Regions from separate parts of the Mus musculus genome. Here regions 1, 2, 3, 4, 6 and 7 are each linked to region 5. A link is a contact called in public HiCAR-type and promoter capture Hi-C data. All regions are on one chromosome and are shown on one strand. Each heading gives the region's core, a stretch centred on a gene start, on an enhancer-like site or on the middle of the called end of the contact. The rest is flanking DNA. Distances are from core to core; before and after follow the strand shown. Region 1 holds the start of Zdhhc21 (zinc finger, DHHC domain containing 21). Region 2 holds the start of Cer1 (cerberus 1, DAN family BMP antagonist). Region 3 overlaps Frem1 (Fras1 related extracellular matrix protein 1). Region 4 holds the start of Frem1 (Fras1 related extracellular matrix protein 1). Region 5 holds the start of Mpdz (multiple PDZ domain crumbs cell polarity complex component). Region 6 has its middle 24 kb from the start of Gm11269. Region 7 overlaps Frem1 (Fras1 related extracellular matrix protein 1).

Region 1 (3,593 bases), core at 801-3,300, 1.4 Mb before region 5:
GCGAGGACACAGAACTCTGTTGGCAGGGGTCCCCAGGATCCCCCTCAAAGTCTGGCTACCACTGAGAGCATCATGTCCAAAAGGTAGACACAGAGCCACACTCTTGTAATCTCACCACTAGGGAGCCTGAGACAGGAGGATGGTCTTGAGTTTGAAATGTGACCCAACATTGTCATTCATATCTTCAGGAAGGTAAAGCTAGATCTTGAAATATATTCAGAAAAGAACCTAAGGATGAGTCAGAGCAAAGTGAATTTATTAAGTAGCGATAAGGGACAACACAAACTTCAGATTTAAGCCCAAGTACAGGTAAGACTGTGGGACAGAGGACACACACATACACACACACACAAGCACAAGAGAGGAAGCCAGTCTGTCTTGAGGAAAGGACAATAGTACACATCTGAGACGTGACTTTGTGTGTGTGTGTGTGTGTGTGTGTGTGTGTGTGTGAGAGAGAGAGAGAGAGAGAGAGAGAGAGAGAGAGAGAGAGAGAGAGAAAGAGCAAGAGCGAGCAGTTATGCTGGGAGTCTTTATGGTATATATATCACATATGCAATATATACATATATGTGCATATATGTGTATATGTATATATGTATACATACACATATAATTCTGCAGCTAAGTTAACTTGCTCAAAAGATGTAATTTACAAAGCTTAAGAACTAAGAACAGTTTAAAAATAAAGGAAAGTCATGATTTACTTATTTCTCTTATCTTAAAGAACGCCCCTTTTGTAAAGAAGATTGTCAGGTGGTTTTATGAGGCTTCTGTTTAGATTTAGAGTTGAGAGAGTACTGCTAACAGGGTTAAAGTCAAGGCTGCAATCACCCTGGCCCTGAGTAGCTGCCACAGTGACTGTGACACTGTTGTTTGAGATGTAGAGGGAAGAATGAGCACTATCTTGGAGACAGCCTTGGCTTTAGTGGTTGTGTTGATGTTTCTTGACACACAGCCAGGAGGAAAGCTAGGTCTCCGCGTGAGAGGCCTCCCCCTTTCCCACACTCCCTTGTTTTCTTTGTCTTCCTATCCTGCCCCTATCAGTGGGGAAGTAGAAGATTTTTTTTTTTTAAGGGGAATGAAATTAAGGGGATTTGTCAGGAAATGGAACAAGCTAGTTGAAGGTAACTTTAGAGTTAGTACAGCTGTCGTCCCAGGACCTGAGTAACAGGTACCACCGGGAACAGTTTGTTCTGGAAGGCTCTCAATACCATTCAACAAGAAGTACAGACTTCCTACAGCAGGGAATTCCTCTCCCATCCACACATGATCTTCTTCTGGGACATGTAGGCATAACCAGCTATCTCCATACAGTATAAACTTTTCCACGGCACTATTTAGGAGTGACGTGCAAAAAGCTATATTATTATATTATATATAATATAACATATTATATTATATTATTATATTTATATTATATTATTGTATCTCAGGCGTTTGTGAGGATAACAGCTTAGATTGGGAGATGGGTTATTTGAGCTGTTGCGTTCATTAATTTTTTTTCCTAGGTGTCACTGATTGGAGCGCTGACAATTTATAGAGATTATCTGAAATGCATTTAAAAATGATTTGAATGCGGATTTAGGTTGCCAACAAGAATTGGAAAAACCTCCAATGGCTGGGGTATCCCAAAAGAGGGTCTGAAGGCCCTAAAGATGAACACTGCTGCTTTGGGGTGCACTGATAGGTGTCACCTCCAGATCCTGAATTAAAATTCAGGTACGGAATGAGCAGGCCTGAGACTGCATTCTCTCCAGAATCCCAGAAGATGTCAATGTTGCAGACTAAATTTTGAAGCAAGGTAACATTGGAAAATCCATAGCTGTCACTGGGGAGAGAGGCCTGTTCCCCGACAGAAGGAGGAAGCGAGCACTGCTTAAGGCTGAGGCTGGTCCTAGGCAGGGAGGGTGTGGGGACACGCGTGTGCGGCCGCCTGGGCAGGGCCGGGATGCAGGGCGGGGAGGCACAGGTAGGTTAGACGAAGGTAGGCCGGGCGCAGCGCTGGGCTGCGAGCGCTTTCAGGTCTTTCGGCCCTCGGCGGCTCCCATCGCAGCTCCGGGGCGCGAAGCGGAGAGGGCGACGGCGGCCGTGCCTCCGCGCGGGCGCGCGGGCATGCCGACACCCACTCGGCCGGTCCCGGCGCCTCGGCTCCCGGAAGCGGAAGGGGACTGCGGCCCGGCCTGGGCGGCGGAGGCGCGGAGCCGAGTGGAAAGCGGCGGAGCGGGCGGCGGTGAGTGTGGGCCGGCGGGCGGTCCCGCACCTGCCATGCAGCATCCCTCCCGGAGACCGCGGCCCTGAATGGGCTGGGGTGGGGAGAGAAATCCGCCGAGTTCTCCCCGGGACTCTGGCGTCCCTGCACCCCCGGGGCCCGGGCTGTCGGCGTGACCGAGCGTTTCATTCATTTCGAGGTCGCTGGTGCGGAGCTGCAGAGGACCCTCTGGGAGAAAACCGTGCACCTCCATTGACCTTCTCCCTCCTCTCCCTCGGCCGGCCGCACCGGCTGTTTTGAGAAAATGGCTTTCCGCATGGCAGCACTTTGCACTTGTTACCATTCCCTGTAATCACTCGCTGAACGTAACCTGCGCTGGTCGTTTAAAATTTATGGTCTTTTCTCGAGATGTATTTGGGTCACATTTTAAGATACCGTATGAGTCAGTGGAAGATGTTTGTATCTCCAGGGCTAAGAGGACCTGGCCGGTCATTACTTGAAAATACTGCAATATAGCAGTTCATAAAAGTACAGGAGGGGCTGGGTAAAAATCAAGGTCATTGTGGGTGGGTCATAAATCAGTGTAAAGTTTCAGCCCAAAATAAGGGCAAATAAGGGTAATTAAGTGTAAGTTTAAAAGACTTGTCCAATGGGTCCTCCACCCACTGCTAATATGCATACCCCTCACCCTCCCCCCCCCGACCCCAAATTCACTCCCTACTTTGTGGTAAAAGATAATGATAGCCGTTACCATTTGATGACTGCTTAGTGTGTGCCATTCCTAGATGAAAGGGTTTGGTGCAGTATCTCATTAAGTTCTTCCAGAGCTTGAGATCCACGGATAAAGTTCAGAGGGTACCCTGTTGCCACCTTAGTTGTGCCCTCTCAGTAGTAAGGCTTTTGAAGAGGAGAAGTGGTATGAAATCATTTGGGGGAAAAAAAAAAAACCAGATACAGTTTGGAGTTGAAGACAGAAAAGCCAGATTCGCTTTTGGTTTCTGTACTATCCAGCTATGGGGTCATGGGTAGGCCAGGGATCCAGTGTTATTTTCTCATCTATACAACTAGGTAGCCAGGCTACGTTTTTCTAAGCGGTGATCTTTCAAGCTTTCTCATGTCTGTCTGGGAAATGTCTGCTTTTAACTTAACACCCTTTTGACATGGTGAGGAGGATCCACGGTGAACATTTACCTCATGACCAAAAAAAAAAAAAAAAAAAAAAAAAACAAAACAAAAAAAAAAAAACAAAAGAAAGACCTCCAGAATTCAATTTGACTGTAAAACAGCAGAATTATATTAGATGTCTTCAAACTATGGAGAGCTCTGTTAATACTTAAGGAGCTGTAGCTAGAATAAACACAGTGTACATGTTTAAGAGAAA
Region 2 (3,752 bases), core at 737-3,236, 1.4 Mb before region 5:
GGAATTGGCAGGATAGCAAAAAAGGAAATTCTCTAGGAGTGATTTGTAATGGGCATTTATAAGAACCAAAATTTGGGCCCAGAAGATGGGAAGTTAAGACCACAAGAAAATTTTAAAATGAGTGACTGACATCCCCATAGGTAATAAAATTAGAAAGCCCGTGCCCCTGGGTATCTAACCTACTTAAGGCAGGCGGCAGATTTTAATCATTTTAGTCATTTTCCAGTATTGATCCTGATATTTCATCTACAGTGTAAGTCTTCTATAAATGTCTGTTCAACAGAAATTGTTCCAACTATATCCAATAGCCAGTAATTCCAGAACCAGGTAAGCTGAGACCCCAGGTAGACTCCCTGGATTAATGCTTAGTTGGGACATGCTAGACCCTGTGTGACTGACAGCCACGGGATTTAAGCCACCAGGAAATGTATCCTAGTTGGCTTTCACACCGTATTTATTACCAGGAGACTTAATGGCTGCTCTGGAGAGCAGATTGCATTGGACTGCTGAGGGCAACTAAGACATTCAAGTATCGGGTAAGGTTTTAAAGAGACTATTTAAAATAAATGATGAACACCAATGTTCTGGCGGTATGGGTCGGCAGCCTGTCAGGGAATACTAGGAAAGTCACCATGGACCTCTGAAACAAGTAAAACATATATGTTTTAGAATTTTAGTAAAATGATAATCCACTTAAACACAATTTATAAAATAACTCAAGCAAGGCTTTGTCTCAAAGAACTCAGCAAGGCCAATCAAGAACACAAATGCCTGGAAAGACCTCACAGTGGGGAACTTGTGGGGAGAAATCTGCATACTAAACAAAAGAGGATTCGTTGCATGTTATCTCTGCCAGCAAAAGAAAGGAATGTGGTGACTAAATTAAAGGGGGAAGAAAGATAAGCAACTGTGTTGTGTTTCCCATTGGGAGGCCATTTTGGGTGGACACACCTGAACTCCAAGGTTTCTCTTTATTGATAGGTTTCTTGTACCCTTGGCTAATTTCAATTGCCATTTTCTCCCCTGATCCCTGAAGGGTTGTGTTTATTGAATCTGATCTTTATTGAATTTGATCACCAGTTCCTTGGAACTAAGGCAGAAGATGTGGATTCAGTCGGGTAAGGACCCCGACCACCCCCCCACACACACACACTGGTGCAGCTTCACCCCCAAATCTATCAGGCCTGGTTTGTATTCCCCTTTCTCAAGCCTCAAAGTTAAAGAAAATAATAATAGTGACAAAGCGGTTTGAGGGGCCCATTATCCTCCTTGATTGATGAGATGTCATTGTAGGTCACTTGGGATCCTGTGGAGAAATTTGTAAACAATTGGAAGAGTTTACTGATCTCTGGCCAGTTGTGAAATTTGGCACTCAGTGTTTGTTTCCTAATGTGAAAGGATTAACTCTAGAGTTGTGAGTCTCCCTGTATGGATAAGCAAAATGATTCCCTTAAGGCAGCTGTGACCAACAGCTTCAATCCACATGTGGATACAAGAGAAGGCATAGAAGGCTCCTGTCCAACAAAGCTAATGTGCTTTCCTAACCACTGTGCTGTGGCAGACATCTTTAGCTCTCTCTCTCTCTCTCTCTCCCTCTCCCTCTCTCTCTCTCTCTCTCTCTCTCTCTCTCTCCTATTCCGTGTCTATTCTACCCCAACTCAGTGCAGATGTGCAGCAAATGTGAGCTGAGTCTGTTTCTTCTTCTAATGTCAGTCATGAAGAGTTCAGACAAAAAGCACGTTGTTTTTGCCAGTACAGCCACTCCTAAATCTCAGACAACAGCTAAACCACCAGCTAATTACCCCCTGGGTCTCGGGCTTTCACTGGGGCCTTAAACACACAGAGCCAAAGTGAAGGCAGGACATCATTAGCACTACGTAATGTGGGCAAACACTTAATGTGTTTGCTTTGCCCACCTGCTGACCACCTGCCTCCCCATGCTACCAGGCAGGTAGCATATATGTGATGCCCCGACTGTAGCCGTGCAGAGGGAGCCTCTCTTTTAGGCCCGTCCATCTGTGAATCTAACCTCAGTCTCTGGGAATCAGGAAGCATGCATCTCCTCTTAGTTCAGCTGCTTGTTCTCTTGCCTCTGGGGAAGGCAGACCTATGTGTGGATGGCTGCCAGAGTCAGGGCTCTTTATCCTTTCCTCTCCTAGAAAGGGGTCGCAGAGATCTCCACGTGGCCAACCACGAGGAGGCAGAAGACAAGCCGGATCTGTTTGTGGCCGTGCCACACCTCATGGGCACCAGCCTGGCTGGGGAAGGCCAGAGGCAGAGAGGGAAGATGCTGTCCAGGCTTGGAAGATTCTGGAAGAAACCTGAGACCGAATTTTACCCCCCAAGGGATGTGGAAAGCGATCATGTCTCATCGGGGATGCAGGCCGTGACTCAGCCAGCAGATGGGAGGAAAGTGGAGAGATCACCTCTACAGGAGGAAGCCAAGAGGTTCTGGCATCGGTTCATGTTCAGAAAGGGCCCGGCGTTCCAGGGAGTCATCCTGCCCATCAAAAGCCACGAAGTACACTGGGAGACCTGCAGGACTGTGCCCTTCAACCAGGTATGCATTCTAGAGGGTAAACCACCAGTTTGCCAGACAGGGAGGACAGCTGGACAGCTAGGACAAACGGCAAAATAGAAAGAGTCTGGCGAGAGCTCGGGCCTTGTCTAGTTCCAGATTCAGTCCTTTGGGTATTCATTGTGGGACGTGGCCAAATGTAAGCACATTTCCCTCATTTATTTTTCATGTCTCCAGTGTTTCTTGGCATGATGGAAATGCTTCATGCTAGCATGGTAGCATGCTCAGTATCGGTAGTCCCCGTATTGAAGGCACAGAAGATTGTTGAATTTGTATATATTTGGTGGGTATCATCCATATAGAAAAGCAAGGCTAAGTCCCCAGTTTGGAAACTGGGAATTTAGAGCAATTGCCTGAACTACCCTGTAGCTTCTCTCCATACTCATGAGGATAGGTAGTAAAGCAAGCAAATCCAACTGGAGGTGAGGGGGGCTAGGTTGGACATCTCCCGGGATACCCCAGCATGCATCTCTGCTACTCAGCTTATTACTTTACAGGTTCAGGAGAGCTTTCTTTAATTGTTGCTAAAACTATTTGATGCTTAGAATGTTCCTGCAGGGACTCTATGTTGAGATTCTCACTATCATTTCTTGGCATTGTGATGGCAAACCATACTTTAGAGTGGAAGTTATGTTTCTCATTGGTTTTTAAAAAGTATCTTAATATGAAATCAGGAATTTCCTTGACGTGTCCTAACACGTGCTGGCTAATTTATAGCGATCGGCTCTGCATGATTAGACAGAGGAACATTCTACTTCTCTTTCCTTCCTGACAACACCTACTTTCCAAATGCTAAAATAAAATAAAGAAACTGCGTCAAGAAGAAACAGAACCAGAAACAGTGCGGGAGAGACTAAAATTTTACAGTCTAGTAACACTGCCCAATTAAGCCGGCAGTATTCTAAGGCAATTGCCTGTGTAGCAATGACGGGTCAGTCATCAAGTAATATCCACTTTGCTGGACCATGTGGAATTAGAAAATTGCTCCTAAGACTCAGGCAATCAAGTTTCCTTTGAAATTCTTACTTTTAAATTCTATTGCTAATTAGATTAAAATTAAGGAGTTTGAGTCATATTTTGAGTTTGAGTCACATAAGACTGGGTGTATGGGGTTCTGAGAAGGTGGTAAAGGTGGTGTATGCATCGCGATTCTGCCACTTAGAGTGCTGAACGC
Region 3 (3,374 bases), core at 560-3,059, 1.5 Mb before region 5:
AAATCAACAGATAAGGACTCCAAGCGATCTCTGGGTTGAGGAGTTCACTATTGTTGAGCCAGGAAAGCCCTGTGTAGCATAGGGAGAGAAGTCCTTGTGTAACGCTACGTTGGTGATTCAGGTGGATCAGCTGGACAAGGCAGCGCCCCGTATCACACACTTGCACTCCCCTACTCAAGTGGGGCTCTTGAAAAATGGCTGCTATGGGATTTACATCACTTCCCGTGTGCTGAAGGCATCAGACCCTGACACAGAGGATGACCAGATCATCTTTAAGATTTTACGAGGCCCATTGTACGGACGTCTGGAGAACACAACAACAGGTACTTTCCATCTTTTTTGGGGGGGCGGGTGTACTTTCCATCTCAGTCCTTGTAAGTCCTCATTTTAAACTACTAGTTGCTGGCAGAGCTAAAGAGGAACTCAGGTAAGTGTAGGTAGGCCCGTTTGGTGAGTGCTCCCTAGGGCTTGCTGATAGACTCAGTTTATAAATCAATGTTGTTGCTAATAGGGGTTTGAAGCTGAATCTTCTAAATTCATCTTCATAAGGAGAAACAGCTCCTGACACACAGTAGCTGAACTCTTCACTGACTTGTTATTTTGTTTTATTTTCATGTTGTGTTTTATTCAGAACACAGTGCCAGGGTGAGATTGATATTTGAGATTAATTTCTTTCTCCTAGTATGAATCCCCAATTATATCATCTGCTTTTTTAAAAATATGGTTTTTCCCCTAATAGCTTTGCTAAATTTTATATTAGCTCTGCTTCAGGAAGGCAATGATCACAACAACTCATTAAACAGGATGGCAGAGGCGACAGGTTTTATTAACTCCCCATTCCCTTTCTCTTTAGTTTAGGATTATAAGGCAAGTATCTCCAAAGCAAAGCAAACTTAAAGAGGAATTTGAGTCAATCTTATTTGTATCTGAGCATGGGTGCAACAATGCTAATTTTCTTTAAATGGACTTTGGCTTTTTTTTCTCTCTCTTTAAAACAAGGTCTCAGGTAGCGGCTGGCCTCAAATTTGATATGTAGTAGAACACAGCCTTTAACTTTGGATCATCCTTTCTCTTTATTTCAAGTGTTAGCGTTCCAGGTGTATGCCTCCATACAGGGTTTTGGGTGTGTTCTATGCATGCTAGGCAAGTACTACCGCCTGAATAGAACCCCCAGCCCGGCACTCTATTCCTTAAATCTGTTTGAAACAAAACAGCTGTGTGGTTTTTTAATTCTCAAGTGATGTTTGATTTGATTATCCATGAGAGATCCATCTATTTCTTGCTTGTAGGTGAATTCATCCACGAGCGATTTAGCCAGAAGGACTTAAGCCATAAGACCATCCTTTACATCATAAACCCTTCTTTGCAAGTGACTTCCGATATCCTGGAATTTCAGGCCATGGACCCCACAGGGAACACTGCCACTCCCCAGAGGTAACTTTCCATTATTCACTGGCTCTGCATGTCACGTTTATCCGATTAAGAACGTGAAATAATCTTTTCCATACCAGGTCTTTCACTGTTTATAGGGTAAATGTTTACAGGGTAAACCTTTACAATTAATAGGGTAAATTGATGGACTATTTCATAGGCTCATGCAATTTATTTTGGAGAGGGGATTTCTGTTGTATCATTTCTAGATGATGGAGAAACCAGTAGTTCCCAGATTATAAAGGCACTAAAAGGCTCAGCAAACAGCACCCTTTTTATCACGGTTGTAAATGCATCGCCTTTCACACCCTGGGAAGTGACTGTTGGAGGCCTTTCAGGACTGAGCTCAAAGCCTGTGTGTGTTCGTATTGCAGCCAGAGGTCACTCTAGGACTGTGTTAGTCACGACTGGCTTCTGAGCCATGGTGGGTGGGGACGGAGGTGGGGGTGGGATGAAGTAGAAAGAAGCAGCCAAATATATTCTTTCTTACAAAAAAGAAAGAAAGAAAACACTTGCCTCTGTAAGTTAACAAGCCTTATAGGCAAGAAGAAGATAGTATAAACAAAAATAGAGTAGAGGGGATATTAAGTGATATTTATAAACACAAATATATATGATGTAGGATAGTGGCCATAACAAGAACAAATCTGTGATATTAACAAGATTAACAGAGCAGGATAATTTCAGTGACTGTGCCTCCTTCCCAGATGCTTCTGGATATAGACCTTGAATAATTTACTGGCTGACAGATGGTCACAATGAGGTCCATCCGTCCATTTCTCCTGCTGCATTCGTTTTCGTTATTTACTGCCTTTCCCAGACGCCTCAGAGAACATTTAATTCGTTCTAAATTTTGTGTTCACCATATCCAAGACATAAATAATAGCATAAACGAGCACAGCCCTACTATGCTCCCTCTATGTCGAATTGTGAACGGGAAGAGAAACTGAGAAAATGTTCTCAGGGCTGGATTTTCCGTGTCCTCATTCTGTAGTGTAGTTTCACCACTCGCCACCAGAGAGTGCTACAGCCATTGCTAGCAAACCCAGACATCCTGTCTCAGAAATGCGTTCTGATGCGGCTTCTTTTGCCTGTTCAAGTGCAGTCCCTCAGCCTGGTTTATTAAATAACCCCACAGACGATGTTGGTCCCGTGGTTACCATATGCCAGGCGCACAGCACTGGGTGTTAGGGATCAGGTACGAACAAGGAAGACCAGGTATCTGGACTTAAAATCCTGAAGCTATAAACACCCATTAAACTGCCTCTGCCTAAGGGAACTGATTCCTGGAGATCACGGGCTAAAGATTAGATAGCGATAACTTACCTTAAGAGAAAAGAAGAAGAAGGAGAAGGAGAAGAAGAAGAAGAAGAGAAGAAGAAGAAGAAGAAGAAGAAGAAGAAGAAGAAGAAGAAGAAGAAGAAGAAGAAGGAAGAAGGAAGAAGGAAGAAGGAAGAAGGAAGAAGGAAGAAGGAAGAGGAAGAGGAAGAAGAAGAAGAAGAAGAAGGAAAGAAAGGAAGAAAAGAAAAGAAAAGAAAAGACGTTATTTTCAAGAAAAATAGTTGACTACATTCTAAAACTGTTAACAAATTGACTTCACTCAGCCTTATAGTCGTTTAAAAATGGTTCTACTGAAATGCAGTGTTGCTCAGTTCTGCCCCTGAGTGAGTACAAACCTTTGGCCCTCCGCAAGCCAGCCAGCATGGTGTGAGTGACAGAATTTACCCCCAGCAATGATACTAGCTTTCGCCACACTTGAACCCTTTACAAGCCTTGTTGTTAGTCACAGTCGAGTCATTATCACGTGGTTAACAGCGCTATGGCTTCTGAGGAGACTGGTTGAGATTGGCATAGGCATCCTTGTACAGAGATCTCTTTCCATAGGCTCATGCTGGAGATGACGCTATCATCTGGAGATGGCTCAAACCCGTGAAGAAAGATGC
Region 4 (3,476 bases), core at 703-3,202, 1.6 Mb before region 5:
CCAAGTGGGTTCTGCATCTCAACCATTAGCATCTAAACCGGTCTTCATTTCTTCTGGTGGTGAGCTCTTCACAACCTGGAAACTTTCCAAGAGTAACCTGCCATGCTCCTTCTCCATCACCACGGTGGCCTGCCTTCCTGCCCTTTCCGTGAGCATACGTGTGCTACCTTGTTTCTGTGCTTGCATTTTTTCATGTTTATTATCTTGCATTTGTTTTTGTATTTATGTTTATTACAGTGTATTTGTCGTGGTATTTTGCATTGTTTTGTATTTGTTCATGTTTATTACCATGTTTTTGTATTGTATTTGTGTTTATTACCTTGTATTTGTATTTTTTTTTTGTATTGTGTTTAGGTATATTGCTTTGATTTTGTTTTTGTCTTGTTTTTGTTTACTACTTTGTATTTGTATTTCATATTAGATTTGTTTATATTTATTACCTTGTATTTGCTTTTGCATTGTACTTGTGTCTGTTCATAGCGCTAACCTTATGGCTTTCTTCTTCTTTTTTTTTTTTTCTGAGACAGGGTTTCTCTGTGTAGCCCTGGCTGTCCTGGTACTCACTGTAGACCAGGCTGGCCTCAAACTCAGAAATTCGCCTGCCTCTGCCTCCCGAGTGCTGGGATTAAAGGCCTGTGCCTGGCTAGCGCTCATTATAAGGAGCCTGCTTACTCCTCAAGTTCTCCCCACCCACACTCACCGCACTGCAGTGGAAGCAAAGGCGTCTTGAAGGATCTCAGCGACTTCCTGCCAAGTGTGCGCTGCACCTGCGTTAAGGAAGTCTCTACAAAGCATGGTTTACAAAGCAAAAGAATTGCTAAATTTTAAAATTCTTTTCCTCTTTATTGGCCTTCCCTATCCCTCCCTTGCCCTTCTGCTCTGTAATTTCCTCCTTCTTTTCTACCCTGCTTCCCAACTTGGGAAGACTGGTAGTGTTGTCAGAACATCCATGTGGAATTGGACCGATCTATTCTGTCATAATAAACAGCGCGGTTCATGATTGCCTTGTGGATCATATATCTCATGTGCCTCGTGTCCGTTCTTTCCCATACCCTCTCTTGTCTCCCTACCCCCATCCTCAAACCACCCCTTGTGTTGAGTCTTTTGGGTTTGCATTCCCCTGCGCTTTGGGCTAAGTTTTCAACAAGTCTCCTCATGCTGTTTCCCCTAGCGAGGTCCTGCTCCAACTTCTCAAGGATGGCTGCTTGAGACTGCTTTTCCTTCTGGTAGAAATAAAATAGAGGGAAGCAGTATCTTATACAGTTGTTAAGCAACTAGCCAAAAGAATCATTATCAAGAGGGTATCTCTTGATGCAGACCTGAACTGACAGACAGATGAAATACTTCATAAATGAAGAGCTAAGTGGTTTCTATTACAAGTTAGACTCGTAGAGTCTAGATTCATTCTTGCGTCTTTTCCTTTAAAGAGTATGAGAAAAGTTCAAGAGGGCCAGCCCCCTCCCCCACCCCTTCTCAAAGCTGAGTGTGACCTCTGAATGTGAATATGGACCTTTTGGAGCTGGGGCCGCTTCCATGAAAAAAGGGCGCAAGGAAAGGTGTGTTTGCAGAGTCGGTGTGTGTACGTGTTCGTGCAGCAAGAGGCTTTGTGCACGGGTGTCAGAGTGAATCCCTGCCTCTGTGTGTGTGTGTGTGTGTGTGTGTGTGTGTGTGTGTGTGTGTGTGTGTGTGCTGCTGTCGGGAGAGACTGCCTCAGCTCAGCCAGTGTTAATACTGAGGAAGGAAGCTGGGAAGAAAGCACCCGACCTATTAACAAAGGCTCAGTTTTGTCCCCGCTGACCAACCAGCAGAAGGGATGGGAGCTGAGGCTCCCCGCCAGGGAGGTCGGGCTCCCTGCAAACAGTTGCAGGCATCCTTGCCACGCCTTCCTTAACACGCCCTTCTCTGGGGGAGTCCAGAAACTTGGCACTGGGGAAGTTAAGTTTTCAGCGCCACAGCGGCATTGGAGGAGACCTGCAAACAGTGTGTTTGGGAACTCCAATTCTCTACCTATTTGTTTGTGCGGGTTAAAGGATTTTTAGCACAAACAAAGCCTAAACTCAGCTGACTAGAACGACTGGAATTTCAGCTCTCCTCCTTGGATGGGATGTTTTAGCTTCCTCTTCCTCTGACAACTCTTTAAGGCTGTTACCAGGTTAGCATCCAGCCCTCTACTTCCAAGGGTGGCCAGCCCTTGGCTCGGAAAGAAAACCAGGAACTGTAAGTACCTGCTTCCCGCGGTTGTTGGCTCTCAGCTGTGAAGGCTCTGTTAGCAAAGTGTCCCAGAGGTGGGCAGCTGTGAGCGGCAGTGAGAGAAGGCTGCCTGGCAGCTTGCAAAACTTTAAATCTGTTAACTCAGAAGGCCGGCGCTTGCATGTTACCAAACCAAATACCAGGGATGGAATTGGCCTCCCTGCCTCCACATAACTTCTGATTCCACCCGCAGGGGCACTCATCAAGGGAATAACCGCTTTACATTTCTGTGAAAATTTCCCTGAAGTTAGAATATTTATTTTCTCTTAGCTAAAGGAAATGGCAAAAAGAGAAGAGGTAAAATTAACAGGACAGATAATATCCCGAGGGTCTAAAGATCTAGAGCATGGGTGGTCTCTGGGAACCTTTGCAGGGCCTAATTACATTCGCTGTTTTAAAGTGTGAGCCTTGGTTTGTAGCGAGGAAAGGCAAAGAGTCATTGTTCTGAGGTTCGCTTGGTGTTTAGGCTGAGCTGTGGTCCAGAGGCTTCAGTGTTGCAGTAAGTAAATAATTGGGGGGCAGTTTCCTTTCGGGTCACAGAAATCGCTCTCAAGCCATTTAGCTTTAGTTTCTGGGTTCTGTTTTGTTTTGTTTACTCTAGCATTCGGTGCTGATGAATGATGGACGTTACACAGCTTAGAGCATCTCCAGGGCTAGTTAGTGTTTGTGGGTGGGAGGGAATGTTGCTGGAGAGATTAACCTTTTCAGGGCTGCTTTGCAGACCCAAGGGGAGACCCAGCTGCTCCTCAAGCTTCGGCTCTGCAAGATCACGACCTTCCTGGATCTTCCAAAGCTTGAGAAGTTTCCTGTTAGCATCTCCGTGTGCCTGTCCACGGGATAAAAGGACTTACTCTTCATTCTGGATCCTCAAAACTTAATGAAGATAGGATCTAGGCTAGTTGGGTCATTCGTCTGCAGGAGGATCACAAGTTCAAGGCTAGCTTGGGGAACATAGATAGCAACACTTTCTTAGGAGGAGAGAGAGAGAGAGAGAGAGAGAGAGAGAGAGAGAGAGAGAGAGAGAGAGAGAGGCTGACTTCTTTGAAACTTGGTGAGAAGACAGATTTTTAACTGCTACCATCAAAGGTTTTTAGACTCAATATGGGGCCAGGAATCTCCTCTGGTCAGGTCAATCTGATATAGGTGACACAGCACTTGAGTCAGCATTCTGCATACTGTTCCCGGCAGTTAAGTTCTTGTCAGGCACTTGGTTAATATCAGACTTC
Region 5 (3,454 bases), core at 277-2,776:
TGGATTGCTCAGCTTGCTTTCGTATAGAACCCAGGATTACCAGCCCAGGGATGACACCACCCACAATGGGTCCTCCCCACTTGATTACTAATTGAGAAAATAAATGCCTTACAGCTGGATCTCATGGAGTCATTTCCTCAAGGGAGGCTCCTTTCACTGTGATAACTTCAGCTTGTGTCAAGTTGACACACAAAACCAGCCAGTACAAACTATGAGATGAGAAATACACCCCATGAGTTTAGGCAGTAGAAGGCCCTTACCAAGACAACTGTCAGAGCAGTGACAGGCCCAGAAGTAAGGGTCTCTTGCGCAGCTGTGATCAAGAACACACTGGGTAGAGACAGAACTGTGGATAGATCCTCTCCATCCCTACCCCTAACCCTAGCCCCTTCTCTTTACCTTTGTGTTTGGTTTTAAGATGGGACGCCTGATAGAACAGATTCCCACAAATGCACTGTGGGAGGAAGAGAAGATGGGATGAAATGTCCCTCAGACGAACTACATCTTCATTTTCAAAAATCCTAGAACTGACTCATATCCACACATTCTGAAGACATCCAGTCAGAGTTCACATTTTCCTGCATGTCAAATCTATGCTGATTCATATTTGCGGAACCAAGGGAATTGAAGGTTTGGGCCCTGTGTTGTCTCCACCCAAGACACTGAATCCACTTTAATCAACTCACATTAGCAAGCAAAAATTTTCATTGAACGGTAACACTTTCATTCTTGTGCATTTCACGTGCTTCCTCCTTTAATATTTAGTAAATGTTAGAGAAACGCAAATCGCTTTTTATTAGACAAAATAAAATTACAACGCAATTCTTGTATTTTAAAGTCTGAGAGTTTTAAATTGTTCACTCTAATATTAGACTTAGAAAAAAGAGCGAGCGAGCTGTATTTTCTTTAATGGGTGTGGGGTTGGGGATAGACTGTGGGACTCCAGAGCTGAGGTCAACAGAAAGACAATTGTAAAAGTCACAAAACAGAAAAGGGGCATTCCCTCCCACCCCAATTCCCAGTAGCAGACAACTCTGAGCACTTTCCCGGAGGAGTTTGCTGCTTTTTTTCTTTTTATTGTCTCACCAGGCTAAGAACGCATCTTGATGTGCTAAGTAACTTCTCAAAAAAGGACTTCCCTTGACCACCTCGTTTCTCAAGAGGCCACGAATGCAGAGGGCAGTCCTCACCAAGAACTAGGAGAACTGCAACTAGAGACTACCAATGCAGGGGCCGGGAGCATAAAACACAAAAACTACATTCCTAGCCCAATTCAAGTTTTTGATAAAATATCAGCAACACTGGAGTGCAAGTATTTCTCGCGTCAATATGTGTGAAACGCTATACTTAAAAAAAGGGCACTTCCTTTGGAAGTCACATTTAGGAGCCTGCCCCACGCCCCGCCGCCTTCGCGCTTGTCCGTCACCCACGCGGGCCCGGGCCCGTGCGCCGGTCGTTCCATCTCGGCGGCGGCTGGGCCGCGCCCCTGATTGGCCAGCGCGCCCCGCCGGCGTCACGGCTTCCCGCAGCCCCGCGGCCTCCGGGAGGCTGGTCCGCGCGCAGCAAGGCTGGCCGGCCGCGGGCTCCGGTTCTCCGGCCACGCGTGAGCGTTCGCGCCACACGGCGCTCCGAGGGCCGCGACTACAGCGGAGAGGAGCCGAGCGCTTTGCCCACCCCGGGAATCCCCGCCAGGCCGCCGAGCCCGGTAAGCGGCCCCGCCCGAGCCCTGCCCCCGGGACTCTGGAAGTTTCCCGGGCTGCGCGCTCCCCGCCGTGCTCTCCGCGCGGCCTGCGCGCCTGTTGCTGTGCGCGGGCCCGGGGAGTGCGGGAGGGCCCGGGCCTGGTGGGGGTGGGGGAGCGTGCGGGAGGCGCTTTGTGTCTGAGCCCTGCTTCGTGGGGCGCGATGGTGCTCTCTGGGCTGCTATTTATTCTCCAGGGACTCGGGGACTGGGCAGTTCCTTCCCGGGTCATTGGCGGCGGGGAGGAGGAGGAGGAGGGGGCGGTGGCAGCCGGGGCGGGCGCGAGGGGGCTGCTCTGCGGGGGGAGGACGCCGAGGATACGCAGGCCTGCGGGCGAAGGTTGGGGTTTCCTTCTAGCATCAGATAAGAGGACCGCGACTTCACCAGCCAGAGGGAAAACTCCTCTCAGTATTGTTTTAGTGTCCTGAGGGGATGAATCTGAGAACTGAGCCCAGGCCACCTCATCCTGTGCTGTAGGACAGCTGTGCAGTTGACATCACCTTTGTGTGTCCATAGACCCTCGTTTAGGATGCCCTTCATAAATTAATGATCTGGGAACAGGGTGTGTGGGGGGGATTGGTCCTAGGGGTTTGGGAGGTTTTTGCATGTAGAACTTGTTAAGAGATGATGAAGATTTTACAACGATCAAATTATCCAATGTAGTTTATTACGGATTTAGAGGCTGATAGAATCCAGAATAGCAATTACATTTAAAACTTTAATAAAACTAAACTTTGAACGCTTTTAATTTCAAGTTCTAATATAAAGTTTTGGAAAAGTGCACCTGGGCTATTATGGATAGAGGAAGGCTCTGTAATTTGTCTTATCTTCCTCACCCCATTTAAAAAAAATAAGCAAAAATTGATGGGACTTTTTTTCAGCATATTGATAATAGTGCATATGTGTGCTGTGTCTTTCATGCATTCCTTTCTTCCTTGGATTCTTCTAGTTTCTTCTGGTTTTCTTTCTTCCTTTACCACGTTCTAATTTTACCACAGAACCCTGATGGTGGTTTGGTGAGGGAGTTAAGTTTGTTTTTAGGGTGCTCCAAATTCTGTCACCCAGAAAATGATCTACTGAATTCCTACGGGCGTCTTTGCATTTCAGATGCTTTTTAAATAGGGAACACCTTGAGGGAGTAAAGGCTATCTATACAACATACTTTGCTGCAGGTTGGAAGGTACTAGAGAGATAATTTCAGAAATGCAAATTTGCATTGATTCAGTGCTGGTTAGCACTTTCAACATTTAACTAAAGTACGCAAAATGGTTTACAAATGAAATCCTGGATATGTGTTCTGGAGGTAAGACTGAGGGGGGGGTGGTCTAGAACCTTCTGAGCAACAGTGAGTTGCTGCAAAGGTAACTGACCTGAGTTAGAGAAAGACCATTCTGCAGATTACATCCTAAGTCTATCCTCATAGATTTGACTGAGTTGAGTTGCAGGTTGGCTCCACTTTTTACATTTATAATATGGCTAACATCCTCTGAATTTCATCAGATACTTTAAGGCAGAGTTAACATACTGGACTGGATATGACTCCAAGTACTGTAAATGCCCCATCTCCCAGAGAAAGTTCTACACTAAAGAATGAAGAAACAGATGAGTTCTTAGTTAATCCAAGATTCCTAGATTGTCCAAGGGATGTTTGTGGCTTCAGTGGGTTTGTAAAAATAGACATTTGGCCTTAGGTATAACTAGGTTGTAACTATCCTT
Region 6 (3,364 bases), core at 692-3,191, 1.2 Mb before region 5:
ATTCATTTTCATATCCCCTGTAGTACTGTAGCAATAATTGCAGTAAATCCACCTAAACGAAAAACAGCCTGAGTGTTTATTAGTGAGATGCAAAAGTGATAGTGTGCAGTGTGCTGCTACTTAGAAAGCAGAGAGCAGTGTGGCATCCACTAAGGTAGAGTACTTGGTAAAGCAGGAAAGAGGAGTGGCATGGTGGCTCACATGGAATCCTAGCAATGGGGAGGCTGAGGCAGGAGGATTTCTATGAACGCAAGAATAACTAGCTATATAATGGGTTTCAGGCTAGTCTAGTTACAGATTATGAGAGTCATCTCAAAAAAAAAAAAAACAAAAAAAAAAAAAAACAAAAAAACCACAAACCAGGCAGTGGTGGCTCATGCTGTTAATCCCATCATTCAGGAGGCAGAGGCAGGCAGATCCCTGTGAATTCATGGCCAACCGGGTCTACAGAGTGAGTTCAGAACAGCCAGGGCTCTGTTGCACTAGAAAGCTGTGTCTCAAAAAACCCAAAACCAACCAACCAAATAAACAAAAAAAAGTCCAACACACACACACTTAATGTGTGTGCACAAAATAATACATGCATACATGTTAAAATGTGTGGCATTTCATACGATAAAAGCTGAGCACAAAAGTCAGGTGTTACATAACTATTATTTTTATTTAAAAAATTATATTTGTATAAAATAGCCCTGAAAAAGTACATAAAAATTTAGCATAGTGGCTGGCCCTCAGTAGAGGATCTGGGTTGGTCTTCTGCTTCTTCTGTAGCTTTATGTTTATCGATCACACATAAATTACTCACAGATTGTTTTAATCTCAGTTAAATAATAAAATGAAGAAATGACTGCAGAGACATTTTCTGCTTTCCAAGGAATTTATTTAAAAGGCACAAAATCATCCACACAACAGGTGGGAATGATGGGGGCACAGGAGAGGGAAGACATCTACTTGCTGGGCTTCTTCCTGTACCGTGTCTCATTTATTTTTTCTCAGGCATTATGTTCAGATAAACTTCAACACACCATCTACCTACCATTGTTACTAACATGTGCATGGCATGATTGTTGCTTAAAACCATTTTCTGTAAGTTCTTTGAGAATTTTCATCTTGCAGACAAAAAGCCAGTTTCCTAATAACCTGGGAGCTTCGCTCACGGAGGCAAAATGAATATTTATGGACCATTTTAGAATGTCAGACTGGGGGCTGGGTTTACCCAGCATTATCCTATGTATGCCTACAGCAGTTCCAGGAGACACATGTCACCTTGCTTACATTACACGAGGACAGCAAGTGGATACACTTACTGCCACCCACTGAGAGTCTCAGATTCTCCACTGGAGTCAGAGAATGCAGAAAGAGTATCTAACTAGAGGTCTAGTCCAAGGCAGCTTGTTGTTGGTTTGTATTTCTTCTTTGCTTCAATAAATAATATGTGTCCCTAGATCAGCAATGATAATTGATGCTCTAGGAAGCTTGAGGCTATGTGGGCTGTGAGGTGACCTTTGCCCCACACCATGCACACCTGAAGAGTCCCCCAGGAGTAACTGGGCATGCTTTGTCTCTCAGACCCCACTGATCAAAGCAATAAGAACATTGGGTGGCATGGTGATTTTAATCCAACATTTCTCAACACGTAGAGTCTTATATTTGAACAACCTGGAATGCTACAAGCAAAGCAAATGCCCGGAGCCCACCCCATACTTAACTGAACTTGATCTGGGCATGGTGCCTGGGAACCTCTTATTTCTTAAACAAGTTTTAAGGTGATTCTTTTGTAAACTGAAGTTTGGAAACATGAATTAAGTCCTCCTGGCCCTACTATTCCTTTCTGGACCTGTCTGGAAGTCTAGGCTCTTCAAGGCTGAACTGGGTCATGTTCTCTGGATTTGCCCTGGCTTCCAGACCAGAGGTTTCCCACTTAGACCATGTGGTGAGGCCTGAGTGCCAGGAATCCTGCCCTAAGACTCCTGACTGAACTTCTTCGTCACTTGTGAAGCATGCACTGACATAGCTGAGGAGATTGGCTATGAGTGGCAATTCAAAAAGAAGATATATTTATCTAAAGATTTATAAGGCCTAAGGTTCAGATTGGTAAGTCACAGATATAAGTGGCGTTAGCTGAGGTATCACCTGGCTGGCAGGGGGAGGTAGGAGGACAAAGAGCCATGTGTGATTGGCTCAGGCCAATCTTTGATTTTTTTCCATTTTCCAGTTGTCATTCCTTCCTGAAATGGGTAAGTAGTAGTTCGAGAAGGAGGGTGGAAACTGTGCCAGGTGCTATGGACTGAATGTTAAAGTCCTAATCTTCCTGTAACTGGTGCTGGTGAAAAGATCTTGGGATAGTAATTAAGGATTTATGAGGTCATCAGGTGGAACATTTACTCGAAATAACTGTCACCTTATAAAAAGAGAAAGATCTCTTCCCCTCCCTCCTTATTTACCTCTCTTCCTCTCCATCCCGCCCCCACTGTGTGTGTGCGTGTGCGTGCGTGCGTGCGTGCGTGCGTGCGTGCGTGTGTGTGTGTGTGTACATGTACTGTCTCTCTGTCTCTTTCTGGTTCTCACTCTCTTTGAGCCATGAGGTCACAGCAAAAGGTCTGCCACCTGCAAGTTAAGGAAAGTGCCCTCACCATACCTTGGCTAGGTTGGCACCCTGTACTTAAATTACTAGCCTCCAAAAGCTGAAAACACAGATTCCTGTTGCTATAGTCATCAGTACATAGTATTTTTGATATAGTGATTAGAGCTAACTAGAACAGTTCCATATAGACACAAGATCCCAGAGACCGAGGATGTGTTGCTAGCCATGAATGGAATCTGGTACATTGCATGTGCTTAGTGAGTGTCTGATAATCAGTGGGTGGCTTTTGGCGTACTTTCACTCTTGAGTCTAGAGGTGGATTCCTTTGGGAAGCAATACATGGCAACCATTAAAGATGTAGGAACATATGTATGTTGTTCTATCTATCTATCTATCTATCTATCATCTATCATCTATCATCTATCTATTTATCTATCAATGCATTCATTCATTTCTTTAAGTAATAAATTATTAAATTTTTCCAAAAATTGCTGAAAGTAGTTATCAAAATATGTATGTAGAAATGATGATGATATCAATGAGAGTTGGGCAGGGGACAATAACAAGATAAATCCAGGAGCAAAGTTCATGAACAGGACTTATGCCACGAGAACATTTGTCTCCGAACTTCCTAGAATCTAAAACAAAGGCTTAAACTGAGTTATTCTTAAGATTTACAGTACTCATAAAATATCTACACCCGTATATACATCTCCAAATGCTATGGAGATATGAGGTGAATGCTATCAGTCAGAGTGGCGTTGTTCTCTGCTCTGTTTA
Region 7 (3,247 bases), core at 352-2,851, 1.5 Mb before region 5:
ATGTAATTTACCTTCTGAGTAGGTGTGTGGTACGCAGTGCTGTGTCTGAGCTGCTACCCAGTCACTTCTGCCACAGTTTCTCCTGTCTTTATCCTTGTGCTTGAGCACATCTGATAAATATATAACATCTGTTTGAAAGGTGTCATCAAGTTGAATGTAATTTAAAAATTTCTTGTAAATCCATAAGCTTTGCATCATTTTGCCAGTGACAGGACACTGACTTCAGGACCCATGGGTATGTCTAGTGTCTTATGCAGGCCATGCTTTTGTCTACTGTGTTAGTTTCCCACTGTGGCCATAACAAAATACCATACACTTTGTAGTTCAGAATAGAGGCCCTGTTTTCCCTGTACCTCTGGAAGATGGAGGTGTGGAGATTGTCGCATTGGCTGGTTGTATTCTTCTGAGCCCTGTAGACATCTCTCCCTCCGTGTGTTTTAGCATCTAGTGCTTCGTTAGCAGTTTTTTTTTAATATATTCCCAGGCTTGTAGCTACATCATGTTCAGCTTTGCCTTCTGTCAGTCAAGGCTCCCCCATCTGTCTCTTCCTCTTACAAGGGGTCCAGTTGTATTGGATTGAGGACCCACATTACTCAAAAATTCCCCCCTACATGCATCTGTAATGGCCCTATGTCTAAATACATTCACAATTCCAAGTTTAGTATGTCATTTTCTGGGGATGCAGCTCATTCCATAATACTTAACCACTCTCCCAAATCCTTCAGCATCCCCCTGCTTCGTCCAGTGAGCTCTCCTCCTCTGCACACCCAATACGAGTCTGGTATATGAATGTTCAGGCATCAGACATCTGTGGTTTGGGGCTAATTACGTCTGGTTTCTTCACAATTACAAGTTGTAAATGTGCTAAGTGCTACTGTTTCACCAACTTTAGTAATATGCAAACAGGGGCATAGCAGGCGCACACAGCTTGTATTAGTATAGAACTGCAGGGCAGAATAGGGTAAAGTCTGAGCTTACATTTGCAGAGGTTCTTGGACTCCATCATTTGATATACTTTCTGACTTCATCCATTTCCTCTTATGTGTAGGCAATGTGCCTTACAGAATAGAGCCTTGGGAATCTTTCCATCTACAGTGATGTTTATCATGTTCCATATCAATTAACATTGTTGGAGGGCTTGATTCTGATCTCTGCAAATCAGCACACGTGTTCATCTCAATTTGCTTCACAGCATGCCGTGAACCATATGAAAGTGGCCTACATGCCACCCATGCAAGATATAGGCCCCTCCCCTCGACATGTGCAGTTCACAGTGTCTGTCAGTAACCAGCATGGAGGTGCTTTGCATGGAATCTGCTTCAACATCACAGTTCTCCCAGTGGACAACCAGGTTCCCGAGGTATGCGGTGTTTGACATGGTGGGCCAGAAGCAGTGAGAGAGAAAGAGTAATGTTTTCATTCTCTAGCTGCAGTATAGATTAAAAAGGGGTGGGTGTGGGTGGGAGACTCTTTTTCTCGTGGGACTTCCTATCTGAAAGGTGAGAATTTTTCAGTGTTGAATTTGGCATTGTTTTCAAAGCCTGTCAAAACCTCTTTCATTCTGCTGAGCTCCGGCTGTTGATCAGGAGAAGGAGATTAAATGATGAGTCTCTTAGCAACCAGAAGAACCTATTTGCTCTCACTGCAGGCCAGCTATGCTGCTGTGTGTTCCAAAGAAGCTTTTTAATTTCCCAAAATGAAGTAGGATGGCTACCCTTTCTTCTTACCCAGTGCCACTGCTCAGTGTTCATGGAAGTCTTAAGAAGCCTTGGTTTTTCTTACAACCAAACTATAAAAACCTTGCTACCTACTATGTCTTCTCTGAGGCTGTTTTACTTTGAGAGATCTTTTTTTGAACACCCACCCCCTAATGTGAGACACACACACACACACACACACACACACACACACACTTCAGACTACTATACTTGATTAGTATGACTGTTATTGGAATTTTCCCCCTTAAAAGTGGAAAGACAAAGGGCCACTATCCCCCATTTGTTACAGACCAGGGGACTAGAGGCACTCCTAGCTTTTTTCCAAGGAAAAGGGTGAATTTCCCTGTTATCTACCTATGAGAATATAGCCAACCCTGACGCTCTCTCTCCTGGTTGTCCAGCACTGCTGTACCTGCCTCGGGTCAGCCAACATACTGCTTCTTGTAAGGCCCAAGGGAAGGTACTTATTTAATGTGCAAAAATCGCTTGATGGGTCTAAATAATATTATTATATTTATAATATAATATCATAAATAATATAATAACAAGTATAAATAATATTTCTTAAGTTGTGAACCTTGAAGAGTCAGGAGGTTTCTTAAGAAGGCTGACTTGGGGTTTCTCTGGAAAATATAGAGCTCTCCCAGCACTTAGCCACAGGTACCATGGATACAAGGCAGGTTGCACTGTTAAGTTGCAGAGTCCCCACCAAGGCACTACACTCACTGTGACAACAGCCCAATCTCTCAAGATTTCAAGCTTGCAATCTGTGTTTGAAGAAGTGTTGACGAGCTGCAGCTATGACATCTACATTAACTCCATCTGGGGCTCCTTCCCTGCTGGGGACCTGACCTAACTCTTGTGAAAATAAGTCAGAGTAGCTGTGGAATGAACGTGGTTAGATTTCAGTTAGACCTTCCTTTTCCATTCACACGTTTTAGATCCTGAACCAAACCAAAGCTTTCCCTATAACACTTGCTGAGAAAACAAAACAGCCTAACCTCAAAGAAATATGCTCTTTGTGAGGAAATTATGAGGCAGATTGAAGAGTTACCTTCATTTGAGAGAAGATGGAGGTCTTCGGGCTATGGTGGACACTCACTTCTCGTTTACAGGCGAGGGACGAATGAAATAGTGCTTCAAAGAACCGAGAGTATTAGAAACTGAGTTAGTACAATATGAAACCGCGTTGACAGCAATCATTAGGGCATGTTGACACCATGCAAACCTGGAGACTCCAAAGTGCTCCTTATGAAGCCTCAGACTTTTAATATTTGAACTTACTGTAAAAGAAATAGTCTCATGGATGTAACTCTCTTGCCGTCAGTTTCCCAGTTCTCACTGCAAAACAGAGTGGAGTCCTCATCAATTTCCCAAGTTCTAAAGAATTTTTAGGGTTAAAAATCGAGAGAGGTGGATCCTTTCCTTTAGAGGCACTTGGCAAAGGTTGAGTGAATGAAGCTGGGCGTTATTCCCTCAGTTCCTCGTGGCTCTGTCCCCTTTGCTGATTCTGCTACAGAGGCTCCGAG

Evidence for each region. Promoter capture Hi-C pulls out the DNA fragments that hold promoters and counts their contacts. HiCAR-type assays count read pairs that join an accessible place to other places.
Region 1: a contact with region 5 is called in a HiCAR-type map of astrocytes, with 6 times the contacts expected there. The contact joins the promoter of Zdhhc21 here to the promoter of Mpdz in region 5. A contact is called at or near these places in 5 of 39 promoter capture datasets (the 3T3-L1 cell line, cranial neural crest, embryonic stem cells and 1 more), 3 of 115 datasets of contacts at active chromatin or transcription factors (astrocytes, embryonic forebrain and stem cell-derived neural progenitor cells) and 2 of 9 other capture datasets (adipose tissue and embryonic stem cells).
Region 2: a contact with region 5 is called in a promoter capture Hi-C map of embryonic stem cells, with 4 times the contacts expected there. The contact joins the promoter of Cer1 here to the promoter of Mpdz in region 5. A contact is called at or near these places in 14 of 39 promoter capture datasets (the 3T3-L1 cell line, 3T3-L1-derived adipocytes, the C10 cell line and 9 more).
Region 3: a promoter capture Hi-C map of hippocampal neurons shows a contact between it and region 5, with 10 times the contacts expected there. The contact joins the enhancer-like site here to the promoter of Mpdz in region 5. A contact is called at or near these places in 9 of 39 promoter capture datasets (the 3T3-L1 cell line, cranial neural crest, embryonic stem cells and 5 more), 1 of 115 datasets of contacts at active chromatin or transcription factors (embryonic forebrain) and 2 of 9 other capture datasets (adipose tissue and embryonic stem cells).
Region 4: a contact with region 5 is called in a promoter capture Hi-C map of cranial neural crest. The contact joins the promoter of Frem1 here to the promoter of Mpdz in region 5. A contact is called at or near these places in 1 of 39 promoter capture datasets (cranial neural crest) and 1 of 115 datasets of contacts at active chromatin or transcription factors (astrocytes).
Region 6: a promoter capture Hi-C map of liver shows a contact between it and region 5, with 7 times the contacts expected there. The contact joins the enhancer-like site here to the promoter of Mpdz in region 5. A contact is called at or near these places in 5 of 39 promoter capture datasets (the C10 cell line, embryonic stem cells, hippocampal neurons and 1 more).
Region 7: a contact with region 5 is called in a promoter capture Hi-C map of hippocampal neurons, with 5 times the contacts expected there. The contact joins the enhancer-like site here to the promoter of Mpdz in region 5. A contact is called at or near these places in 7 of 39 promoter capture datasets (the HPC-7 cell line, cranial neural crest, hippocampal neurons and 3 more).

What each region holds. Positions count from the first base shown.
Region 1 is chr4:82,858,130-82,861,722 of GRCm38.p6, reverse strand. It overlaps Zdhhc21 (zinc finger, DHHC domain containing 21), which reads left to right and starts at 2,050. Exons shown (of 9, transcript NM_026647.4): 1 at 2,050-2,233.
Region 2 is chr4:82,883,385-82,887,136 of GRCm38.p6, reverse strand. Cer1 (cerberus 1, DAN family BMP antagonist) reads left to right here and starts at 1,986. Exons shown (of 2, transcript NM_009887.2): 1 at 1,986-2,560. The coding sequence starts at 2,054.
Region 3 is chr4:82,932,921-82,936,294 of GRCm38.p6, reverse strand. It overlaps Frem1 (Fras1 related extracellular matrix protein 1), which reads left to right. Exons shown (of 37, transcript NM_001198811.2): 26 at 122-323; 27 at 1,290-1,434. The region is part of intron 2 of Gm33260 (a long non-coding RNA gene); the gene reads right to left. Among named protein-coding and RNA genes, the nearest start is that of Gm33260, 11 kb to the right of the region's middle. Within about 2 kb of position 1,809, at least 58 of the 459 cell types and tissues checked have an H3K27ac peak or open chromatin away from gene starts, as enhancers often do. A contact at or near this core is called in adipose tissue, embryonic forebrain and hippocampal neurons, where this site is marked.
Region 4 is chr4:83,050,642-83,054,117 of GRCm38.p6, reverse strand. It overlaps Frem1 (Fras1 related extracellular matrix protein 1), which reads left to right and starts at 1,952. Exons shown (of 37, transcript NM_001198811.2): 1 at 1,952-2,217.
Region 5 is chr4:81,440,887-81,444,340 of GRCm38.p6, reverse strand. Mpdz (multiple PDZ domain crumbs cell polarity complex component) reads left to right here and starts at 1,526. Exons shown (of 47, transcript NM_010820.3): 1 at 1,526-1,705.
Region 6 is chr4:82,666,003-82,669,366 of GRCm38.p6, reverse strand. No RefSeq gene overlaps it. Among named protein-coding and RNA genes, the nearest start is that of Gm11269, 24 kb to the left of the region's middle. Within about 2 kb of position 1,941, at least 2 of the 459 cell types and tissues checked have an H3K27ac peak or open chromatin away from gene starts, as enhancers often do.
Region 7 is chr4:82,989,520-82,992,766 of GRCm38.p6, reverse strand. Frem1 (Fras1 related extracellular matrix protein 1) reads left to right here. Exons shown (of 37, transcript NM_001198811.2): 13 at 1,193-1,360. Among named protein-coding and RNA genes, the nearest start is that of Frem1, 61 kb to the left of the region's middle. Within about 2 kb of position 1,601, at least 5 of the 459 cell types and tissues checked have an H3K27ac peak or open chromatin away from gene starts, as enhancers often do. A contact at or near this core is called in hippocampal neurons, where this site is marked.